Linked DNA regions of Anas platyrhynchos: region 1 is linked to region 2. Evidence: chromatin contacts called from public Hi-C data. All regions are on one chromosome and are shown on one strand. The core of a region is the stretch at or near the end of the contact, and the rest is flanking DNA. Distances in the headings are between cores, read along the strand shown.

Region 1 (5,342 bases), core at 2,440-4,939, 78 kb before region 2:
CAACTGTAGCAACAAGATAGCTCTGTTGTTTTCTTATTCTGTGCTTGGGATTTTCATGAGGCTCATAAGTCCCCCTGAATGCTCACTTTGCTGAGGATTTGAAGTGTATAGTGAATTACCTCATTGTGTGGCTCCTGAGAAGCATCTTTTCCTGGTGAGCACAACACACTTTCACTTGGATTGGAACTGGCATTCTCCACAGAAGATTTATGTTGGTTTCTACTGATGTTTTCTGTCTTCTGCTGAAGGGTCCCCATATGTGCTCAGAGCAACTGAATTATATATAATTCAGTTATATAAGTATACATATAATATACATATGTATACATATAAGTATATACAAACCAGAGGTTGGTCTCTGTGTGAATTTTGATCTTGTATTTTTTGGTGTTTGGGGTAATGCATCTGTCCCTCTGAACATGAGCTAAGTCACAAAGTATGAAGGAAGGCAGCTATGAAAAATACGTGTATTCATAGGAAAGCAGAAAGCTAAGTCTTCAGAATGGCATTTGCCCCTCGCAAACTTACCTTTTCTTCAGTGTACAGCAAGCAGTCCTGAGTGTGTTCCTTTTTGAGCTGCAGTGCATCCAAATGTACCTCCCTGCCAGGGCTTTTATCGGGTATGTGTCTTGAAGGCATTCAGAGAAGTTCCTGAGAAGTCCAGCTATGAGAACAGCAGTTTCCACAGGTGCTGGTAGCTTTGTGCTGCTGGTCGACTGAATGACCAAAAGCATGAACTGTATGAACGGATCAGACCATCAAACTGGCTCCAGGTCAGCCAATTCTATCCCTAAATAAAATTGCCATTGCATGGGTCAAAATTCCAGATCCATTTCTAATTCCTGCCAGTTGGTCTGCAGCGTGCAGGCAGCTCTTAAGAGTTCTTGCTCCTAATTTTCCAGAAAGGACAGTTTTATTATGAAACATGCTGGTTAATAGACAAGATACTGTATACAATGTGTCTCCTTACACAGAGAAATTTCCGTACTGAGAAGCCTTACTGAACAAGTGTTTTAGCATTTCATCCTTTGTAATGCTCATGTTCAAATACACCTGTTAAAATATGCTGATAGCAAGGTATTCAAATAAGTTCTGTGTGATAAAATGTGTTCATTTAAGTATCAGTGTAAGTATAATCAACAAATCATAAGGATTCATCTTTTGAGATTGCTCTAATTTGTATTAGTCTTTGTGCCTCTTCATGAGAGGGAATTCAAGGAGAAAGACCACGGAATAACAGAAAAGGGATTTGAAGAGTGCTTATTAAGTAATATATTCCCCAAACAAATGCAGTATTGTTCCTTACAACGTGTGCTCTTTTTCTGAGCAATTCAATAAAGGTTGGAATGTTCATGTTTGATAAAGCTTCTAGATCAGTTCCATTTTATGTTTTTTTTTTGTCTCAACTTATTTCAGTTTTTAATTAATTGTTTAAAAAATGTCAAATTGGGTTTCATCTGCAGGTTTTTCAGATGCTGAGGTAAACATTTTCTTTTTTTTTTTTTGATTATCTGATTAAAATTGCAAGGGTATTTATTTCTCATTGTGAACTTTCTTTTTCAATATCCTAATAAATCCACTTTTTCCTCAGCTATTCTTGATATATCTGTAGATGCTAACTCTTGTTTTGTAGCAGTTACCAGTAACACCTGACTTAAGGAATACATGGAAGAAAAGAGATGTCACTCAAAAAAATTGTCATGAAGTTCAGTAGCTCAACAGTAGTACAACCCAAATGGTGGGGATTTGAAATTAGAAACTTGGTTGTTCTGAATCATATTTCTGTGACTTAATTGAAGCTTTTATCAAAGTTCAAGAAACAAGTTTGTGGTAGTGAACATGTCTCTGGTCCTCTAAGATGCCTCTGTAGACACAGGTGTTGTGGGGGACCAGGCTCATAGCATTTCATAATGTAGTGGAAGGAAAAAAATGATCAAGTGAGAAGGCATCTGGACATTATGGAGTCATAAGCAAATCTCTTTGAGCCTTATCTGGCCATGTAATAAGTATCTCTGTTGTACCTATGCTTTGTTGTTGTGAATATGCATTTCTTCTGTGCACAAAAAACGTATGAGTTTTTTTCTTCTCTATCTGCTTGATTTTAGAGGTTCGCTCTCACGCTTTTGTACTTAAAGCAAAACTTCAAGTACTAGTATTTCATGCAGAAACTTAGCTTCTGTGAAAAATGCGATCAAACTAATGATTCAGTGCAGCCAACTTCAATATATTCCTTATTTCTTTGAGAAATTTCAGCATTCCAAGTGTGCTGGGGTTACTCATTTTTAGTGGACAGAAAAAGTTACGGGATTTTATATATCTCCTGTCTGCCTGTGTTGTCATTTCCCAGAGCCCTGTTCAGGGCTTTGTAGATAGCAACCTGCAGTCGTGCATGCTGATTCTCACTTTGGGGTTCACAAACTGGTTTAAAATGTGCATCTTCTAAGGAGAGTTCTCACAGGAAACATAAATTTAAATATTTTTAAAAGCAAATATTACTGACTTGGCTTTGAACTCACTTAATAATAGAAGGATGAACAGGGGCTGCTCCCGAGGATATAAATTGAAAAATGAACATCTGCGTACAAAGCAGGGTATTTGCTTCTTGTGTGATAGTCTCCCCTATGATTGTCTGGTCAGGCCCAAATGACATTAATCTTGCTCACTCTGGAAGATATTGTCTTTCCATCATAGGAAAAACAAATGAAATTATTTAGTGTATTTACTACGGAAGCAATTTCAATTAAGACAGAGAACCAGAGAGACCTCTAGGTTCTCAGTGTGAAAAATGACTCACTGCTGGTCTGAAATGAGATTGGGAGATGTAAATTGTTGGAAATTTATAGCAGTTGCTGCCTCCCACTGGGAATGTTGGAGTGGTCCTAGTGGTCCTTGAAAAGCCAGATACCACTGCACGCAGAAAGGGACTGTGCTTTAAAGGTCTCCTACTATTACAGCCAAGTGTGTTTGTTTCAAATAATTAGCAGTAACTACAGTAACTCTGACTCAAAACCAAAAAACAACAAGAAGGAATTGGAGTTATCACTGTTGTCCTGTCTTGAGAGCAAAAGCAAAGACTTAGGGTAGATTTTTATTAGAACCAAAATTGTGTATACTTCCTTTCTCCATTCTGTTATGACCTTTGACATTCTTTATCGGACAGGAAATTGTTTTTACATTCTGATTTAAAATTTTACTCAGTTTAGATAAATATCAGGTTCTTACGATGAGCATCGTTGTAAGCTGCAGAAAGGTTAGACTGGCATTGCAGTCCAGCAACATTGAGAACAGCAGTAAGAAACAAATGTTCTTCCAAAAATAGAGTTGACTGTTTTCCCTTAATTGTGTGAAAAAATGCACATGTAAAGTCACAGTTTTTGAGTGGAGCAAATTCTGTGTTAATTTCATTTTTTCCCCAATATTGGCTCCAACCTGCAGTGCCAGAGAAGAAGGCAGATGCTCTGCAGGAAAGGCAGTGGCAGGACGGTACGCTAGCTACAGCTGGAGGAGCTCCTGCCCCTGCGCTACTCATGGGTATATCCGAACAGCTGGGTGAAGCCAGGGGCTGATCTGCTTGGCGGGGGTGGAAAGAAGTGTTGTGTTGCCTGTTTGTGTTGTGTAAGTGAGATCAGCTCCCCTGCAGAACCATTCGGTGCCTCTAAAGGAAAAGCAAGTCATGGTGTGAAGTAAGAATCGTGTCTGGGAGCAAAGTCCGTCCGGCTGTGACGCATGCTTGGTGAATCATCAAACTGCTGTTGCAGGCTCAATGGGATTCTTTGGTTATTGATTATACGGTAACTCTGACACATGCCAAACTTGAAACTTAGTTCAGACTGAGTGGATTTATTGCTGATATAAGAACCCAAATCATGTGTCTGAGCAAAGCAGTCAGCTGGGCACAGTTAGCAGCCAATCTTCCTGGACAGTCCTTGGTAAGAGTTGGGCTTTAAACAGAAGCCAGCCCCTCTGGAGGACAACAGAGTGGTTTTTGGCATCCCTAGAGAGCAGCTACGTATGCATAGGCATTTCAGCATTTTTCTTTGCCTGTAATGTGTGGAGTAGGAGACGTTGAAGGTGATGTTAGAAAAACACAGAGGAAATCCTAACTACATCGTCTGTCCTTGGCACAGTCCCTTCTGGTTCAGCCAGCACTACAGACTGCCAGACTTCTGCAGTTAAAAGTATGTTGTGTGTTCCTCCTTTCTTCTTGGTTTGGTAGAATTCGCATAATAGTGCATCAGTGACAAATGTATGGTTTCCCTCACAGAGTGGAAGACTGAGAGTCTGGGGAGGGTTATGTTTTCAGATTGGCGGAGGGTGACCCCACATTTAATCAACCAGATCATCTTAAAGTATAGATAAAGATGGTAAGGACCTCTCAGGAGACTTCTTCAAAGTCTCCAGAAGGTTAATACTGACCCATGGCTGACAGTTCACGTGAGATACAGATGATTCTGGAGAGGAACTTTTTAGATAAGAAAATAAAAGTAAACAGAGGATCTGGAAGGTATGTGTATCTATTGTGAAGTAAATATATTTGGACTGTGATTTGAAAACATACCAAAGACTTGGAGCAATCTGGTATTTATTACATGCGTAGTCCCATGAAACGATTTAATCTGCAGGTGCCATTTAGTCTACAGAGGGGGAAAAGTCCCTAAGGAATCATTGTTCCATTGTCATATTTATTTGCATAGGTGCTGTTTTTATCTGCCTTTCATCTCTCTGTCCAAAACTCTTTACTTATCATGAGGTCAATAAACCTATAAAGGTCACAGAGAGATTGAAAATACAAAGCTATGCTTGAGAAAGCTCACGAATGCGAAAACAGCTGTCCTCCGTAGCAAAGTTCAAATTGCTAAAACTACCTTTAAAGTTTTTGTGTCTAGAAGCATTATTTCTCAGTGATGCCTTTTCTGAAACTTGTAAATCTCCCTTTCTCGAGAAAAACCTCGACTGCCGCCTGCATAGGATGGTGAAAAACAGTATGGTATTTTCAGTGTGTCCAGACTGAAAATCATCAGTCCTGCACATCAGAGCATCCATTCTTCTGGCAGGTGTTTATATGTTTAGTTTTTTCAAAGCAGAACAGCAGCAATGACAGAGTTGAAATAGGTCTACTACTTTTTCTAAGGCAGCAAAAAGATAGGGCATGAAGAAGGGGGAGGTCACAGTATAAGAGCAGAGGAAAAGGACAGTGTCTGCCTGCTCTGCCTACAAAGCTGGTGAATTCTTGGCATGTGAATTAGTGTGAGAGAGTGAATTTAGAAGAGGAGCAAGTGAAATTAGAAATTTTAGGATGAAAAATCTAGATGTGCATAGGGAAACCTGATCATTTGGTAATG
Region 2 (5,917 bases), core at 2,810-5,309:
TCGTACATATGTGTATGGCTACAAGTGGCTGGCTGCATTGTGCATCTGTGTGGCTACGTAAAGGGCTACTGGAAATGGGTGTGATATTTGAAAGAGCAGAAGCAGGGCGTGATAGCCATCTGCTAACTGCAGGTGCTATCTAAAGCAGAAGCTGACAAATTGCTCGCTGCTTTCACCTCTTGACTGTTTCACCTGCATCTGCTCGCCTAGATCAGATTCAGAACATTTCCTTTTTTTTTTTTCAAGCAGCTTGCCAGAAAGCAGTCTTCCTTCGTTTTATAGCGAATTATGAAATTTCTAACCACTTTCAGTCTTCCTCTTCTGTTTATGTTGCCCATAGCCCAGTACAGGCAACATCCAGTACTGAAACAACTCTTGTGGTAATTCTCTTAAGAGGGAAGGGCTAGATACAGATGCTTTTGGAGTCAGGAGAATTAAAGATTTGCCCAGGGTTAGGAAGCGTATTGGTTGGAAAAAGTGGAGGGAAAGAACACACTTGAGAAGTTTTGTGGGGATAATTTTTGGAGCTGGATATTTTCTCTGGAAGACCTGAATGTTTGGAGTCATGCCATTAGGAAGTAGAGAGAAGCAGAATCTTGCAGAACACTTCCAGAATGACTTTTTTCGTATTCACATTACATAAATACACCCAGTGATTTGGATGGGACTCTCCTTGTGTATTTGTTGGTTGAACTAAATAGCGGAGTTTTAATATATGCCAATGTTCTTAAACTTCTTCAAATAATACTACTAAATACAGAAAGGTGTATGAGGAAGGTATGCATCCCGTAGGCTTCATCAGTCAAAAGTAACTTATTGCAGCCCTCCAAAGTCAGTGCTAGCTTTCACGATTATTACACCGTTCTCTTTTCCCCTCGTGTTTCATGTAAGTACCTTAGGGTACCTGTACACAACATCGGCTTTTAGTTTGCTTTGTGTTGAAATGATATGCAGAGATAGTCTTCGCTGCCTTTGCAGCATGCCGTCATATCTCCTTGCTGACTGTAAGTGGTCTTCATATGCTTTCCATGCTGATGTCTCCTTGATCTGCCATTTTCCTCCAGGTGAACGGATTATCTTTAGTGGTTCCTACAGCCTACATAAAATGCAGCACAAAAGGTCAAGTGATACCTTGATTATTTTTTTTTGTGATAAAAAAGATGTTAATAATAATGTTTTTCGATATCTGTGAACTAAACTAAAAATAGGTGTTGTGTTGTAAGCTAGCTTTGAATGTTTACGTTGAAACGTTTCAGCTGAACATGTTAGCTGTTTGAAGATGATGCATATATCTAAGTTGGTGAGGAATTGGTTTTGTTCCCCTGGGGGAAAAAAAAATCAATGAAAATGAGAAGTTAGTTGTTTGTGTCTAAATGTGTGGTGTTCTTTAAAAAAAAAAAAAAAAAAAAAAACATTTCTGAAATGTTTCTGATTGCCAGTAAGGAGCAACTAAATTTGGTTTTCTGGTGTCACATTGCTTCTCCAAAGTAGTAGTCAGGACCAAGTATAGTTAAGTGGAAATTTGAACAGAAATAAATAAAAATTTCCACTTCATCTGTTATTTGCAAATAGGTTGTCAGGGCCTGCTAGCTTACTGAAATGGGAAAACTTTGCTGAAGTCCTTCCTGGAGCGTTCTAGTGTTGTAGGTAACTGCTAATAGTGTTACACCTGTTCTTGTGATTTTATTTTTAAAGAGGGTTGGGGGATTTGTTGATGCTGATAAGAAAATAACGGAGATGTGATGAAATTCATGCCTATTCCGTAACATCAGCTCACTGAAAAGGCCATTTGAATTGAGTATATGCATGGTGCTATGCGAAACACTGTTTTTCTTAGAGTAAGCTTAAAATTAGTTTATGGTGGTGCCCTAATTGAGAAGGATTGCTGAATGAATCTGTATTAATAATTAAAGCTACATGCATGGTGTTCATATGAGAAAAACCCAAGTAAAACAAAAACTAAACCTGGATGAAAGTAAGTAAAGCTGCATAATTTGTGAGATAATACAGGGCATGAAATGCAAGTATCAACACTAGACTTAAAAAGAGCTTCATTTCCTGTTCTGATTGTGGGATTTGGTTTTTGGTTTTGGTTTTCATTGCAGATGAATGGGATTTTAGAGAGAAGAGGTGAGAGACAGGAGCATGGAGTCCTGTTTGGAAATCATGTGCTAGTTTGTATTAAAGTAGTGTCACCTAGAGGCTCCAGCCAAGAATACAGCCACGGGGTGCTCGGCACCCTGCACACCCGCACTCCCACAGGGGCAGAGGCATGGACCGGGAGATCCGCCACTTGCCAGAGGCTAAGAACAAGTCGGGAGTGTGGGGCCCGGTCTGTGTGTGGGCTGTCCTGACTCGTGACTACACGTAACTGCAAAGGCGTGTTGGCCCAGTTACAGCTCGGAATTTCACTCCCTGTCACCACGTGCATGCTCCTCGCTTCAGGTGTGCGGGTTGCATGAGAAGACACCTGAGAGATGACAGTCAGTGTCACACTAGTAACGACCTGCTCGTACTGGTGTCGGCTGAGGAAGCTGGGATGCTTTTAGTAGCTTTAGAGGACTGTGTGGCCTGCGTGTGTCGGCCACCAGTCAGGTGGAGTGGCGGCGCTTCAGAAGCACTAAGGATCACTGCAAAACTGTGAAGTTGGGTTGAGGGTAAGCAGCAAAAAGTAGTTGCTGAAAGCCCAGTTCTGTGAAACTTGATGTCAGTGCTTGGAGTGAAAAGATTTTTTGAGAAAGCCAACATCTGGTGCTTTTCTGCGGTAGTTGATAGATTTTCTCTGCTTTAGACAGGGAGAAATGCTTTACAAATGCAGTTTAGACACCTGGCCTTCTCAACAAGTGATGCGGAAAATCACCAGGAAGATATTACTCCAGTTTTACCCTCCTCCACATTATGTAAAAATACCATTTCTCTCGGGATGTGTACTTCACTAAACAGTCTGAATCTCTCCTTCCTCAATCAATGAAGATACGTAAACAGAGTATTAGATACACATACAATTGCTTTAATGATAACTGTAGTTTCAGTTACGTAAACATATTTAAAGTGCAGCATTTTCAAATAATGCTACAAATCATGTGTGAGTTATGGTAATTCCCTAGCTTTAATTTACTATGTGGAGCTTACTTTCTGTGAAGCAACTTCTATTAGAATTAGCTGACAGTTGCTGCCTGACATGAAGCCTGTAACTATTCCAAAGAGGTTGGCTATCTGTTTGGTTCTGTTTTTCTAGCTTTGGGATTAAGAGAAGCTGTTAAGACCTAATTACCAGTGTACCTCTCTGACATTCGTGCTGTATTACCAGTGGTTTCTGTGCGTTTGCTAGCAGCTCAGAAATCTTTCCTCCTTATGCCTTGATCACAGCTTTGCTTCCTCATAGTTTGGGAAGTATTTTCCCTTCATCTCTTCCTCTTTGCTCTATGAGTTCCTCTGCTGTTTGGCCTTCAATGCTGACCAGTAGTATGCATAGGTTCATTAACACTATTATAAATTTAGTCAATACTCTTTTAGTGGACTCCAGCTGAGCCCAAACTGACTCACTGCCCTCCAGGGTGTAGTGAGAGACTTAATTACCCTTGTACCGTTCAACAGGAACAATGTTGTGGGCAGCACGTCGCTTTGGCTGGAGATGTTGAGGCTTCTGTCCCTATTGGCTGCCATTTTCAAGCTTCAAGAAAGGGACTTCAGAGCAATTTGCAGCTCTGTAGAGTAACAGCAGAAAGTTCTTTAGCAAAAGAGAATTGGATTGGTCACGTTTCAATACAGTACTTAAATGGATTTCCCTTTGATGGCAAGAGAATTCCTTTGGGTTGTCTAAGGACAGAAACGTGAGTTAGAAGGGTGGAGAAGTGGAAGGGCAAGTAATCCTGTAGCTAAGTGACGCATGCTCCAGCATGTGTACTGCTTAAAACCAGAGCAGTTCACCCAGTGGAGGCACGGCAGGTACTGCACCCAGCGTGGCAAAAGTCGTACTCAAACACACGTGTAATGAGTGGGCGATAACCTGAGTACCGTGCTGAGGAATGCGAACCAGGAGAATGCCATGTGTTTCTCATTGGGGTAGGGGAAGTGAAATGTGTGTGAAGGGAGGCCTGGCTCAGTAAGTGCATATTAGCTGTATAAGTTGCTGTTCTGCAAGGCACATCCGCCACTATTTCAGAGTTGCCAGAATTTCTGACGCTAATGTTGTCTGTGATTTAAAGCTAAGTCCTATGTTGGACAATGTAATAGTCGTGTGATTCAGCGTGCATGGCAAATGAATAGTTCTCAACAAAGCTATGCCCAGTCTTCTTTTTTGGCTTTCATGTGTTATGCTGGATTTCCTGTGCTGGAGACTTCCATAATATTATCAACAGTTTGGCTTCTTGAGGTGTCACTTGACTGTAATAACGTAAAAATTGAGTGATTAGCTCTTTGTAATTGGATAAAGTGACTGCATAGTCTTTGAGAACCCAGTGCAGCCTTCCACTAAACAAATGCTCTGACTCTACAGTTGGATAAATAATATATGAATTTTCTTCTGTGTACTGTAAAGGAGAACGGAAAAGAGAAACATACTTTGGAGACAGTGAAAAAACGGGTACAACTTTGTAACAGCAGGCTAAGGCATCACTAGCTCAAAGTCTGAGCGTGTACACAAGCCATACGGCATATTTGCAGTAGAATCACCTTCAGTGACTTTGTGGTTTGGTCCCTGCCTGTCCCTACCCTTCTTATTTACTCCTACACTTACAAAATATTTGCTTTGTCCCTCAGGTTTTATTACTTGTTAGCAGCACCTCATTAGGGAATATAGAGGAATGGCTGCAGTGAGTCCTTTAACTGCTTATGTCACGGCAAGATATTCTTTGCAGTCATCAAAGTATACAGGCACCCATATGTGCCATAAATACCTAAAAAAAAAAAACATAGAGCAGACATCGGCAAAAACCGTCAGAGAAGAAAATAAAGAAAGAGGCATCATTTAGAGCAGGAAAAAAAGAGGAGAGCTTCATAGCAGTCACAAATTCTGGGTTAGTCATCATTCATCTCCATGCTGACAGAGGGGACTTGCTGAAACCTTGCGTCACTTGCAAATGTTAGTCACTGAAGCCATTGTCTGAGCCTCTGAATGAGATTAGGAAGATCTTCAGCCTTCTGAAAGAAAGTATTTTAAAGAAAAATGGGCTGAGAGGACTTGCAGATTGCACCGCATTAAATATGCCCTTATTCACACATTGTTTTATATGCATGCTGTCAAGGTAAACATTGCCTGTCAAGCATCTCATATAGAATTAATGTTTTTCATTAATTTTCCCTAATTATTTGTTAGGGGAAATTACTCTTTTCCCTAATTTAATTCATTCATTTTTTTGTGATTCCATTATTGCTTAATTCAATTCAGGTATTTTGAAACAAATAGGTCAGTTTAAATTCGTAGTTACGTTCTAACACAACGCTGTTGTGCTGACACAGCGATACCGAATTTGTTTGGCATTTGCTAGTTGTTTGTAAAATGTTATTTCATTTTAACTTAGTTGCTATTGCTGTTACTCGATTATTGGTCACTTTGGACATCGGCAGATTTTTTTAAAGGGGGGAACACGTCTTTGTGCAATGTGATTGCTATTCTTAAATGATTTACACTGGATTTTATAGGCAGGTTGAAGAGCAAACACATACACAGTCCCTTGTTTTGGCTGGTAGCAGAAAAGGGAGGAGGAATGGTCCAAGCCTGGAGTGCTGTCTGGGAACATGGGCGAGTCACCTGCCTTGTCTGCCACAAGCCCTTGTTAGGACGCTGGCAGGCCGTTTGTCTCGCCAGCTGCTGTGCGAGTAGTTGAGATGGACTTGATGGTGCGGGCTTAGAAGCGCTCGGATACAGAGCTCAGAGAGCCTGTGGGGGCTCTTCAGGCAAGGTAGTCCCGTACAG

The links. A called contact is a pair of places that touch in the nucleus more often than the background predicts.
Region 1: a Hi-C map of liver shows a contact between it and region 2, with 2.2 times the contacts expected there. The contact joins two enhancer-like sites. A contact is called at or near these places in 2 of 8 Hi-C or Micro-C datasets (liver and skeletal muscle).

Annotation. Positions count from the first base shown.
Region 1 is chr6:15,965,553-15,970,894 of IASCAAS_PekinDuck_T2T, reverse strand. All of the region lies in intron 6 of ZMIZ1 (zinc finger MIZ-type containing 1), which reads left to right. Among named protein-coding and RNA genes, the nearest start is that of PPIF, 130 kb to the right of the region's middle. Within about 2 kb of position 3,689, at least 2 of the 8 cell types and tissues checked have an H3K27ac peak or open chromatin away from gene starts, as enhancers often do.
Region 2 is chr6:15,886,978-15,892,894 of IASCAAS_PekinDuck_T2T, reverse strand. All of the region lies in intron 7 of ZMIZ1 (zinc finger MIZ-type containing 1), which reads left to right. Among named protein-coding and RNA genes, the nearest start is that of PPIF, 51 kb to the right of the region's middle. Within about 2 kb of position 4,059, at least 2 of the 8 cell types and tissues checked have an H3K27ac peak or open chromatin away from gene starts, as enhancers often do.